4 separate regions of the Mus musculus genome follow, and all the other regions are linked to region 3. The links are chromatin contacts, called in public Hi-C and HiChIP or PLAC-seq maps. All regions are on one chromosome and are shown on one strand. The core of a region is the stretch at or near the end of the contact, and the rest is flanking DNA. Distances in the headings are between cores, read along the strand shown. Region 1 overlaps Gm36660 (a long non-coding RNA gene). Region 2 overlaps Rad51b (RAD51 paralog B). Region 3 overlaps Rad51b (RAD51 paralog B). Region 4 has its middle 21 kb from the start of Gm36834.

Region 1 (2,700 bases), core at 57-2,556, 420 kb after region 3:
AACTGCAAGTGGTCCTAAGCCAATCAGGTAAGAGATACTCTAACTTCTCAATCCTGATTCAGCGTAGCAACAGCAGCAAAGGGAAGATATTTTCATCCGTTATCAAAACAAGAAAGCAGGTGTCCCTGTTCATGCTTCTGAAACTTGCCTCTTCTTTGCCACTGAAGTTTGGGCTGTACTCGAATGGCCTAGAGACAGAGAATTATGGGAATAAAGAGCCTTGCTATACAGCAGGTCCTCTTCTCCAGTAAAACAGAATCAGAGCAGGTAGGAAGGCAGATTTTCTGTCCTAGGCGATGAGCAGACAGCAGCATCCTCTTGCCGTTATACTCCATACTCTTCTCAGCATCCGTGGCTGCCCCATCTTCATCCCACTTCACTCAGGCTTCAAGAGAAGCCAAACGGAACAGAAGAGAGATTGACCCCAAACATGGCAGCAAATATCTCAGAAGAGGGGGTGAAAAGAGCATAGGGATCGGAGGATAGGGAGGTGTGCCACAAAACATGGACATGACATGGATAGTGGACTCAGGAACTCAACTGCAGCTATGGCTACCATAAAAGACCTGCACAACACTGGGTCCATCAAATTTTCATCTGGGGGGCTGGGGGAGCTCATGAGGCCCCACTCCTGCCTAAGGGACTCCTGACAGTTAATGACCTCTGGGGAGAGGATGTCACTTTCTTCAGTACTGGAGTCACTAATGAGTTACCCATGTTTCAGTACATCACAACCCCCCCCCCATACTGATGCAAACAACCCTAATTAAACTCAGCAGGTCACAAGCATGCTCAAAAGTAAGAAGGATGCATGGGAAAAAAGGGCTTCAGGGGGAGGGAAGGAGGGATGGGGTGGGAAGTGGGGGAGCCACTAATTTGTGGAGGGAGAGGGAAGAGGTCTGAAGAGTGAGGAGATGAGTCAAGAAAGAGCTAAGACTAGAACAGAATCCAGTTCACATTTTTTAGAAGGCTGATGGTTTCTTTTTTCTTTTTTCTTTTTTCTGTTTTGTTTTGTTTTGTTTTGTTTTGTTTTGTTTTGTTTTGTTGAAGCTGGGCTTCTCTGCCTTAGTTCTGGCTGTCCTGGAACTCACTCTGTAGATCAGGCTGGCCTCGAATGTTTGTCAGATGCTTCAGTTTGGCCTGAAGAAGTCTCCAGTGGCTGTAGAGATAACTGGAGGCACCTGAGGAGTCACAAGGCTGGGGAGGGGAAAACCCCACCCTCAGAGGTGGCTGCCAAGAGTCCCCTCAGAGGTGCAGTCACTTGTGGTTGCAATCAGACCCGCAAGTGAAAAGCTACATTGGGCCACACCAAAGCAAGATCTCTTTTTTAAAAAATCCAAATCACATCCAGGTTCCTCTTCCTGCCACACTGAGTAGGCGAAGGGGATCTTTCTTCTTCTGTGGCTGTTCCTCTTTGGACAGAAAGGGGAATGAATGGCTGAAAACCAAGACAGGTTAAAGGCCAGGTTAGGGAGCCAGGCTATGCTGCCCAAACTGAAGACTCCTCTCCAGGACTCTATACTTGAGAGGCCTGGATCTCCTTTAGCCCCCAACCCTGGCCATTTACCTGATCTGAGATGTCACCCTGCCACCATCTACCCCCACTTCCAATTCAATCCCACCTTCCCTCCAGCTTTTCTCCTTGAGCCTCTCCCATCTGACGTCCATCTTCAATGTGGGTTTGTTTATCTTGTCTTGTTTGTCTTTTTTGTCTTGTTGTTTATTTGGGGATTTTGGCTTTGTTGTAGGTTTTGACTGTCTATCTGTTTGTTTTGAGACAAGGTCTCACTGTGTAGCCCTATCTGGCTTGGAACTGGCTATGTACATCAAGCTGGCCTCGAACTCAATGAGTTCCTCCTGACTCTGTCCCTTGAGTATAAGGATTAAAGCTATGTGTCACCATGTTGACCCTGCAGCTTGATTTTAAAGCCATTCTCACCAAGGACATTACTTCGATGTTGTTACCCAGACAGTGCGATCTTAGATTCAGCCTTAATGGCAACTTCATTTATTAGGGTGGAGTCTCAGTATCCTCATCTATATAATAGAACCCCAGTCCTGTAGAGTCACTGTAAAGATTATATTGTTTGAAAAGTACTTGGTAAATGCCTGCAGGACAGAGCTATGAATACAAGTTAACAGTCTTTCATTCTAATTCCTAGGGGACCACACATCAGAGTACACACACACACCTTAGGTCAGGCCCTTGACACCACATCCATGTCCTGCAACTGTCCTGTCAGAGCCGCTCAGTGAAGACTGCAAGCTGCCTCTCTCCAGGTGGGTCACATTTTATTGCCAAGTTAGGTTTGGCTCCAAAGTGATGGGGAAGGAAGGGACCATGACATCATGACCTCAGATTTACAGAAGAAGTTAAGTTTACACAGGTAACACTATTCACACAATTAAATTGTTCTCCCACCTAAAACACCTGCTATGTGTTCCATAACTCCCTTCTTGAATGCCCTGAGCCTGAAAGTCTTCCTTATTTATCTCACCCTATTCTAAATTTCTCCTTGGGAAACAAACACACTTTTTCTGTACAGATGTTACATGCTGTGCATTTCAGTGGCCCTGGGGACAAGTATTTTCTATTCCCTAAGAAGTACAAGGCTGAGGGTCCCCTCTGGGGAATCCCAACTTTCTCAAACTAGGATAGGGGACTTGGTCTCCCCTCTCCTTCTTATGCCTACCGGGCTC
Region 2 (2,700 bases), core at 3-2,502, 330 kb before region 3:
ATGGTTTGGGGACTGGATGACTAAGCCAGTCAGTCCTGTGACTCTGTTCTTGTGTGCTTACACAGACTGCTGTGTGTGTTCATCATGGATGTAGCCTCTGCACACAATCAAAAGATGTGGTGAGCAGAAGCAGTGTGAAGCTGATGCATTGTGTTTTCCAGACCTTAAAAATGCTGTAGAGGTAACTTACAATCTGAAGTAATGATTGCTAGCAGAGTGAGCACAGGCAGAAATATCACCAAGTGTTGTATACTGTGCATAATTTATATACTGTGCTTTTATATGACTGGTAACATGGTAAGTTTGTGTATACCAATATTACTATAAACTGACTAATGTGCTGCCCTTGTACAGTATGTTTGCTGTCACATCACCAGGAAGTGTTGACTCTCAGCCCTATCACACAGCCACCATGTTCTCCCCAACAGTTCCTGTCAGTTGGCTTCTTAGGTTTTATCCCTGTTTCTGACCATGTTAGTCTGTGTTGCTGGTCCCTCTCCATTTTGTCAGCATATAAGCCTTGGAGAATCCCGGACTCAGTTTTAGGATCTTGGTCTTCCTCCATCTGTCCTCAATCTCTCAATGCACTCTCATGGTTTTAGCACATTTCTTTATGGCAGAAGGGTCCTGTGTTCATATTCTGAGCTTTCCCACAAGCTCCAGATTCATATACATTTGCCACTTGACATAATAACATATTACAGTCACATCTATATATGTGGACAGCTTGATATACCTGAAGATGAATTCTGGATTTCCCTGTTTAAACACACACACACACACACACACACACACACACACACACACACACACACACACAGAGAGAGAGAGAGAGAGAGAGAGAGAGAGAGAGAGAGAGAGGAAGAACACTACACTAGTAACTACAATCCTGATTGAATCACTACTGTTCTAGATATTCATCCAATCAATCAAGTTCTTCCGGTTCCCTGCCTGAATTATACTTTAAATCCAGTTGCTCCTGATAATCTGAGGTATCATCTCCCTAGGTGAAGGCACCATGTTTCTTGTGTGGACAGCAGTTATCTTGTTTTACCCTTGCCCTTTGAAGCCTTTTCCCCATGTGACATCTAGAACCATCTCTCCCCTCCCCTCCCTCCTCCCTCTGTCCCTCCATCTGTGCGTGCGTGTGTGTGTGTGTGTGTGTGTGTGTGTGTGTGTGTGTAGGCGTGTATGCCTATGTATGGAGGCTAAAGGAGGATGTTGGGTGTCCTGCTGTCTCATTCTTTAACTTCCTCCTTTGATACAGTTTCTCACTGGCCTTGGAGCTAGGCTGGCAGCCATCAACCCTGAGACACTCCTGCCTGCTGAGCCATCTCCCTAGCCTCTTGAGCAGACCTTCAAAAAGATTTATTTATTATTTTGTATCTTATGTGTACGGATGTTTTGCCTGAGTGTATATATGAGCGATGAGTGTGTGCCTGGTGCAATAGAGGCCAGAAGAGGGTGGCAGGTCCCTTAGGTCTGGAGTTAAGGATCGTTTTGAACCACCATGTGGGTGCTGGGAAATGAATTCCATCTACTGAAAGATCAGCCAGTGGTTTCTAGCACTGAGCCACCCCCCAGAGCAAGCAGTCTTTTACTTTAAAAAAAATTATTTTTATTTTTAAAGACACATTTGTGGGATGTGGTGACTGAGTGGTTAAGGTAATGATCTGTTAAAAAAGGAAACCTGATGGGGTCAGGTCGGCTCCCACACTTCTCATTTTTCTTAATAAAACCCCAACAGACTACCACAGATCTGAGGGTCTGAGGGGACCTTGATTTCTGCCTGGCGCTCTGGCTTCCTCCCCTTCAACCTTTCAGGCTTCTTCCTGCTCCTTGTTCCAGCTACATTAACTGTTAGGGCACTGTAGCTGGCCCCTGATGTTCCAGCTACATTAACTGTTAGGGCACTGTAGCTGGCCCCTGATGTTCCAGCTACATTAACTGTTAGGGCACTGTAGCTGGCCCCTGATGTGTTTGCTTTTCTCTCCTTCTGGAATGTCTTAGGGCTTCTATTGCTGTGATGAAACACATGACCAATAAATAAATAAATAGATAAATAAATAAATATTTAAAAAATTAAAAAAAGAAAAGAGAAGAAAGAAAGAAAGAAGGAAGGAAGGAAGGAAGGAAGGAAGGAAGGAAAGTGAGAAAGAAAGAAAGAAAACACGAAAACTGAAAGCCCCAAACAAACATTTCCACATCACTGTTCATCATCAAAGGAATTGAGGACAGGAACTCAGACAGGGCAGGGACCTGGAGGCAGGAGCTGATGGAGGGGTGCTGCTTACTGGCTTGCTCTCCATGGCTTGCTCAGCCTGCTTTTTTACAGAACCCAGGATCAGCAGCCCAGGGATGGCACCAGCTGCCATGGGCTGGGTTCTCCTCCATACATCACTAATAAACACGATCCTTTCCAGGCTGGCCCACAGCCCAATCCTATGGAGGCGGTTCCTTAACTGAGGTTTCCTTCTCTCAGAGGACTCTAGTTTGTGTCCAAGTGATACAATCTAGCCAGCACACAGAATGTAACTTTCTTCTCTCCTCTGCTCGTCATTTCCTTTATTGGGGGTATTGTGATGTCATATACTCAATACTTATGGTAGTTAGTAGTGCCTGGCCTATGGTATAGGTCCTCAGTAAATCTTTTTGTTGTTGTTGTTGTTCTTTTTTTGTTTTGTTTTGTTTTTTTGAGAC
Region 3 (2,700 bases), core at 8-2,507:
TGTGAATGAAAGTATAAAAGTGCCATTACTCATGTTAATGATGTCAGATGAGTGGTGCCAGAAAGCCAACTGAAAACGAGGGAGGGAAAGATGTAAGATATCGGCTTCAATATGTAGTTCTATTGGTAAGATGAGCCGGTGGACGTTGCACAGACCTAGTCATCACCTCCAGCAACTCTGAGGCCTGCCAGAGCCTCACATTTCCTCTCAGACTCTGCTCCAGATGGCTGTTTCCAGGTCACCAGAGTGAATGGCAGAGAGAAGAAACTGGTTTGTCATCTGGCATTGGGCCTTGTTCCTTAGGTGAGATGGGTCCTTGCCAGCCTGTAGCCTCTGACTGGGGGTTTGCTCACTAGTGGTCATGTTGGAGAGTGCCATACCAAGGGCTACTAGGTAAGTATTTGGCCACTTACTATATTTGTTCTTGACCTATTCTTCTTCTGTCTCTTCTTTGTTGACTCTGTCTGATTGTGTCTAATTTTCACTGTTTGTGTCTGTATCAATGTCTTCTAAATATGGATGTAGAAGCATGGAATCACTCTGCCTCAAAAATAAAATTGTCCATCTTTGAGGACATGAAATCACTTTTGTACATGAGTATCTGATAAAGCCGCTGACTTGGGGATTTCTAGGTAGACCAGTTAACCAACCTTTGAACAATGGCCGACAGAGTTTCATGCTACAGATTCACTCTGGAGATGGAGATAATTGGACCTGCCCCGTCAGTGAGCCCATGCTGGTTAGGATGCCACACCACTTAATTGGGAACATAGAGATAAGGCAGGGATATTAGCACTGCTCTGCGCCCCACAGGACGTATCTGAGGTTCCTCTGAGCTTAGCCCCTGTCTACAATAAGCATACATTAGGCTGGAGGATCAAAGTTGGTGTTGATGAAGTTGGACTCCCCCCAAGAGTTATATCTTCAGTCTCTTTGGGGAGCAAATGACTCAATAGAACGATTTTTCTTGGCCCCAAATGAGTGTAAGGAGGGGGAGTGAGTGAGTAGCAGCCGTCTATGATGGTACTTATCACAAAGCCGTGTCTTTCTAACCCTCCTTGCAAACCGAAGGGAGGGGAATCCCCAGCACCAAGGCATACACGTGAATAGAAAGCACCACAAGTAACAAAAACACCGAAAAAGGTCATCAGAAACTCGGGGCGGGAGGGGGCTGGAAATTCACCTCCCTGCCTGTCTGAAGAGCTCAGTAGGCAGGGATGAGGAAGTGGGCAAAGACAGCCGAACAAACTTCATGCACAGTGACTGCCACAGAAAATGCACAGAACAGCTGGTAGGAAAGTTTCTTTCACATCCGTGTGAACCCCAGAGCCATCTGAAAATGGGCCACCTTCTTTTCCATACCTAGGTAGCCAGCCTTTCTTGGCCCCGTGCTAACTGCAAAATTTGATATAGTTGGTAAATAGACCACTGGAAGCCACAGTGGTTACCCTGTCACAAGTAACCAAGAGACTGTGTCATTTCCTGCAGTGGGCCCAACACTGCCAGGTTGGGCTAGAGGTGAAAACTGCACACTGGCCTGCTACCACAACTGGTGCCACCACCCTCCCAACCCACCCCAGTCTCAGACCCAACAGGTCAGTCCACTGGGGCCAGGCAGGGAACATGTTAATATACAGCTAGAACTCACCATACCTATAAGCCACAGCCCCACAGTTGCTGGCCACAGATTTTCCCTAGAGTATCCATTCTACGGGTAATTAGGCCAAAGAGAAAGCCTCACCATCGTGCAGGGCAGTTACCCCATACCTGGTGTGAACAAATGGCAGACACTGTCCTTCCTCCTCCATCTCCCGGAACTCGGTGGTGGAGGTGATGGTAGTAGAACGCTTAGGGGTGCCCTCAGTGACTGAAGAGGTGAGCATGGCAAGCTGAGGAGATTTACCATCCTTCCATATGTGCTGTCCCTCACACAGAGCCTGTCTTTCCTCCAGGGACTCTTGATCAGCAACACTCTTTTCTCCAGCTCGGCTGTGGATTGCTTTGGTCTGCTTCTCCCAGGGTGTACACTCCAGGGGAAACCCTGCAGCCAGCAACTGGGGTGCTGTGGCCACAGGCATGGCGAGTTCTAGTTGAGTATCGGTTTGTTGCTCCTTGGTCTTAATGACCTTAGCACCTGTTAATTCTGGGACATAGGGAAGGGCAACGATTGAGGAAGACAGTCCACTAGAGAGATCTGTATTCGCAGATCACTGTGCAGTGTGAACTGAAGTCTTCACACAATGAGTTCAAATATGCCCAAGCCATCTCCCTCACTGTGTTTCCCTCTCCTTTTCCTCAGCCGCTCTCCGGCATCTCTGGGCAGAGCAGCTTCCTTAAGGTTGAGGCTAATGAAAGTCAATGACAGTCCTGGAGTTTTGTGTACAACAGCAGAACTAAGGCAAACTGAGACATGTTAACATTTTTCCTTCATAGCCCCTTCTACTAATAGCCATCAGAATATATTAATTCTCGCCATAGCTTTTGTGGACTCAACACTCTAAAGAACAGAGGGGTTAGGCACACTTCCCAGAATTGCTCAGCAGATTCGTGCCAGAGCCAAAACGAAATATAGGCAGGCTGCTGGAATCCCACAGGCGTGTTTTCTTCTGGTCAAATTGGAGCTTGGTGTTTTATGACAAATATTTAAAAAAAAGAAAAGCCTTGACAACGTTCACATTTTCCCAGATAGCCATTGTCCTA
Region 4 (2,700 bases), core at 200-2,699, 350 kb after region 3:
ATGACTTCTGTGATGCCTTGGGGGCTCCAGCTGAAGGGTTCGAGCCAGAATCTGATAAAGGGCAACTGGCAGGTTATTTATTTCTTTTCTTGGTGTATATATACTGACTCCTAACAATTAGCATTCTCTCTTATAGTCTTTAGAAACCATCCCTTTGCCTCTTAAAGAATTCCCATGAACCCCCCAAAGTAAGAACATTCACCCAGTAGGTTTGTTCATCTGTTATTTGAACACATTCATTTACCCTTAGTTCCTTTCTCCATCAACCCACCATGACGCCAGGAGACTGGTATCGTGGACAGGGCTTCAGTTGTGTTCATCCAGTAGGAGACGCCAACAAGAGACACAGCATGAACCAACGTCAGAAGCTTCATTCCCTTGTTTCCACTCTACTGGGCTATTTGCTGCTTGCCTGTGTGCCTTGGCTGTTCCCTCCACCTAATGCCACTGTCTCTAGAGTGGCACTCTCCTGCAGACCCTTTCTCTCAATACTGTCTGCCTTGCCCCAGGGCTCCCCACCCTTGCCAGCCCTGGGAGACCTCATCTTGCCTTGTTGGTATCTCTTACCTTGTGAGTAACTTATGAGTAAGCCCATAACTTGTGAGTAGCCCTATTTCTAAGTAATTTTCCACCTCCCTGTTGGAGTGTGCCATCTCTCTCCTGCTGGGACGAAGACTAATTTGCTTATATCAGGAGCCAAGCTTCCCAAACACAAGCTCAGCAAGGCTCAGGGGTGGAGGGGGCTGTGGCGGGGTTGATGAGAACACAGTAGGGCTTAAGTGCAGAGGATCTGTGATCTCAATGACCAGAGTTGAAGGCAATCTCTACCACTGTCTAGACAGGGCTATTTAACTTCTTTAAACTTCTGATTTTTCTTCTAGAAAATGAGAATAATAACCAACCCTTCCTTACAAGTCCATGTCAGGAATTAATGAGAGTATATTTGTGAAGAGTGGACTGGAATATGTTTTGTTTTGATTTGGTAAAGACTTAACACATGTGAGGTATCATAGGTCGCTATTAGGAGAAAAGTCTAACCATGTAGGGTGTTGGGTTGGTGCTAGAATATACTTAGCAGTAAGTAACAAAATGTGGCTATTTATGGCTACTAGGGGAATTTGGACAGCATGTAATCCGCCCCCTCCACACACACACATTGTAGAAGAAAGGCAAAGATAAGCATTTTTGAAGTTATTTATAATCAGTTTTATGATTTAGCCTTGATAGAAATTCCTCTTTTATAATATAGTAGTTGTGCTGGCTGATTTTTAAAAGCTCCTCCCCTGACACGGCCACCACTATCAGGAAACATGATTCTTACTTACTTAAGCTAAAGAACTGCACCTCCCTTCAGCTTGTCCTTGTGGAGCATCTCCTACCCATCCTCCCTCCCAGCGCTGTTCTTCACAAAATAAGGGTTAGAATTGATTCTCTTAACTTGGTCCAAAAGCTAAATCTGAAAGAGGTCAAAGACTCTCCGGCCAGTCACATTTCACCCATCTATTTTTAACCGGTCAGTGTAAGGCAAAGAAAACAAGATTCCCCAAAGAGTCAGGCCCCGTGAAAGCTGGAAAGTCTGCCAATATGGAGAAATGCAGTCATTTCTGGGGGAAGAGAGACTGATTTCCTTCTTTCGTTGCCCCAGGATGCCTGTTTGTGACCAATGAGTTAGCCACTGGCTCTGCCTTGCTTGTTCTTGATCCCATTTGTGGGTCTGCTTGTTATTCCAGCACCCACCTTGACTTTGGAGACTCTACTAGTGAACTCCCATGTGCCTACTCATCCCCTGGGCTACCTGTCTCCTGTGGCAGAGCGTGATAGGCTCCTGGATGAGTGGAAACCTGTAATGAAGCATCCTGTATTCTCAGCGAGGACAAACTCGTTTCCCAGGCTCATTACCAATGCCCCCACTCCAGTGGCTCCTGAGAGCCATGCTCTTGTACTTTCTGCCTCTCCTGCTCCCACACACATAACTGCACCAAGGATAAGCATCTTTCCATCCAGCCATATCTGCCCTTCCACATGCTCCTATGTGACCCTCAACTCCCTGACCTCTGTTGCCTGAATCCCTTGAGTTAGAGAAGCAGAGATGTTTCCATGACTTTTAAGGCTCTTTTTGGCAATACAGCAAAGACAAGAGAGTGAGGGACAAAGCACAGAGTTTTAAGGCCTGACCCCAGAGTGCTGATGAAGGCAATGCCATGGGAAGGTGACCTCCCATCAGGCCTAGGGTGTCCTCAGTGTGGGACTTCTCTGTTGCTCTGCTCCAAAGGCAGGACCCAGGGTGGGTAGAAATTGAGTTTGGGATTAAAAGACGTGTGTGGCTAGAATTCCACTTCATGATTTATAGTCTAGCCCAGGCTTTCCAAAGCTGCGCTAAGAATTATTCCTGGATCAGATCCTTGCTAGTCACATCTGTGAAGCGGAAACATCAGCTTCATTAGAAATACCCTGCCTCCCCAATTCCAGGGTCAAAATTCAAGTTCTAGGTGGAAGATATAGATAATGGCTCTAGGTACGGGGAGAGGAATGTAGGGGAGACACAACAGCAGCATTTCCTACTTAGCATTTTAGCTATTCAGCATCCATCCACCTTCTTCCGGTACCCAGGTGCCACTTCTCTTTGGGAAATCCCATATTCTCTGTTGCTCTCAGCCCAAAAGTACAACCGTTACACATACAACCCCGAAACTTAAAGTA

What was found. A called contact is a pair of places that touch in the nucleus more often than the background predicts. HiChIP or PLAC-seq counts read pairs in DNA pulled down with a chosen protein or histone mark.
Region 1: a BATF HiChIP or PLAC-seq map of CD8 T cells shows a contact between it and region 3, with 10 read pairs. The contact joins two enhancer-like sites. A contact is called at or near these places in 1 of 484 Hi-C or Micro-C datasets (bone marrow-derived macrophages) and 7 of 115 datasets of contacts at active chromatin or transcription factors (CD8 T cells, bone marrow-derived dendritic cells, embryonic basal ganglia and 4 more).
Region 2: an H3K27ac HiChIP or PLAC-seq map of microglia shows a contact between it and region 3, with 3 times the contacts expected there. The contact joins two enhancer-like sites. A contact is called at or near these places in 1 of 115 datasets of contacts at active chromatin or transcription factors (microglia) and 3 of 9 other capture datasets (adipose tissue, liver and pancreatic islet).
Region 4: a contact with region 3 is called in a Hi-C map of B cells, with 2.1 times the contacts expected there. The contact joins two enhancer-like sites. A contact is called at or near these places in 1 of 15 datasets of contacts at CTCF or cohesin (the NIH/3T3 cell line), 4 of 484 Hi-C or Micro-C datasets (B cells, bone marrow-derived macrophages, centrocytes and 1 more) and 1 of 115 datasets of contacts at active chromatin or transcription factors (fibro-adipogenic progenitors).

Annotation. Positions count from the first base shown.
Region 1 is chr12:80,068,010-80,070,709 of GRCm38.p6, forward strand. The region is part of intron 3 of Gm36660 (a long non-coding RNA gene); the gene reads right to left. Among named protein-coding and RNA genes, the nearest start is that of Gm36660, 17 kb to the right of the region's middle. Within about 2 kb of position 1,307, at least 40 of the 459 cell types and tissues checked have an H3K27ac peak or open chromatin away from gene starts, as enhancers often do. A contact at or near this core is called in CD8 T cells, bone marrow-derived dendritic cells, bone marrow-derived macrophages and 1 more, where this site is marked.
Region 2 is chr12:79,319,854-79,322,553 of GRCm38.p6, forward strand. The region is part of intron 5 of Rad51b (RAD51 paralog B); the gene reads left to right. Among named protein-coding and RNA genes, the nearest start is that of Rad51b, 24 kb to the left of the region's middle. Within about 2 kb of position 1,253, at least 52 of the 459 cell types and tissues checked have an H3K27ac peak or open chromatin away from gene starts, as enhancers often do. A contact at or near this core is called in microglia, where this site is marked.
Region 3 is chr12:79,645,629-79,648,328 of GRCm38.p6, forward strand. The region is part of intron 7 of Rad51b (RAD51 paralog B); the gene reads left to right. Among named protein-coding and RNA genes, the nearest start is that of Gm36048, 150 kb to the right of the region's middle. Within about 2 kb of position 1,258, at least 126 of the 459 cell types and tissues checked have an H3K27ac peak or open chromatin away from gene starts, as enhancers often do. A contact at or near this core is called in B cells, CD8 T cells, bone marrow-derived dendritic cells and 3 more, where this site is marked.
Region 4 is chr12:79,997,487-80,000,186 of GRCm38.p6, forward strand. No RefSeq gene overlaps it. Among named protein-coding and RNA genes, the nearest start is that of Gm36834, 21 kb to the right of the region's middle. Within about 2 kb of position 1,450, at least 21 of the 459 cell types and tissues checked have an H3K27ac peak or open chromatin away from gene starts, as enhancers often do. A contact at or near this core is called in B cells and bone marrow-derived macrophages, where this site is marked.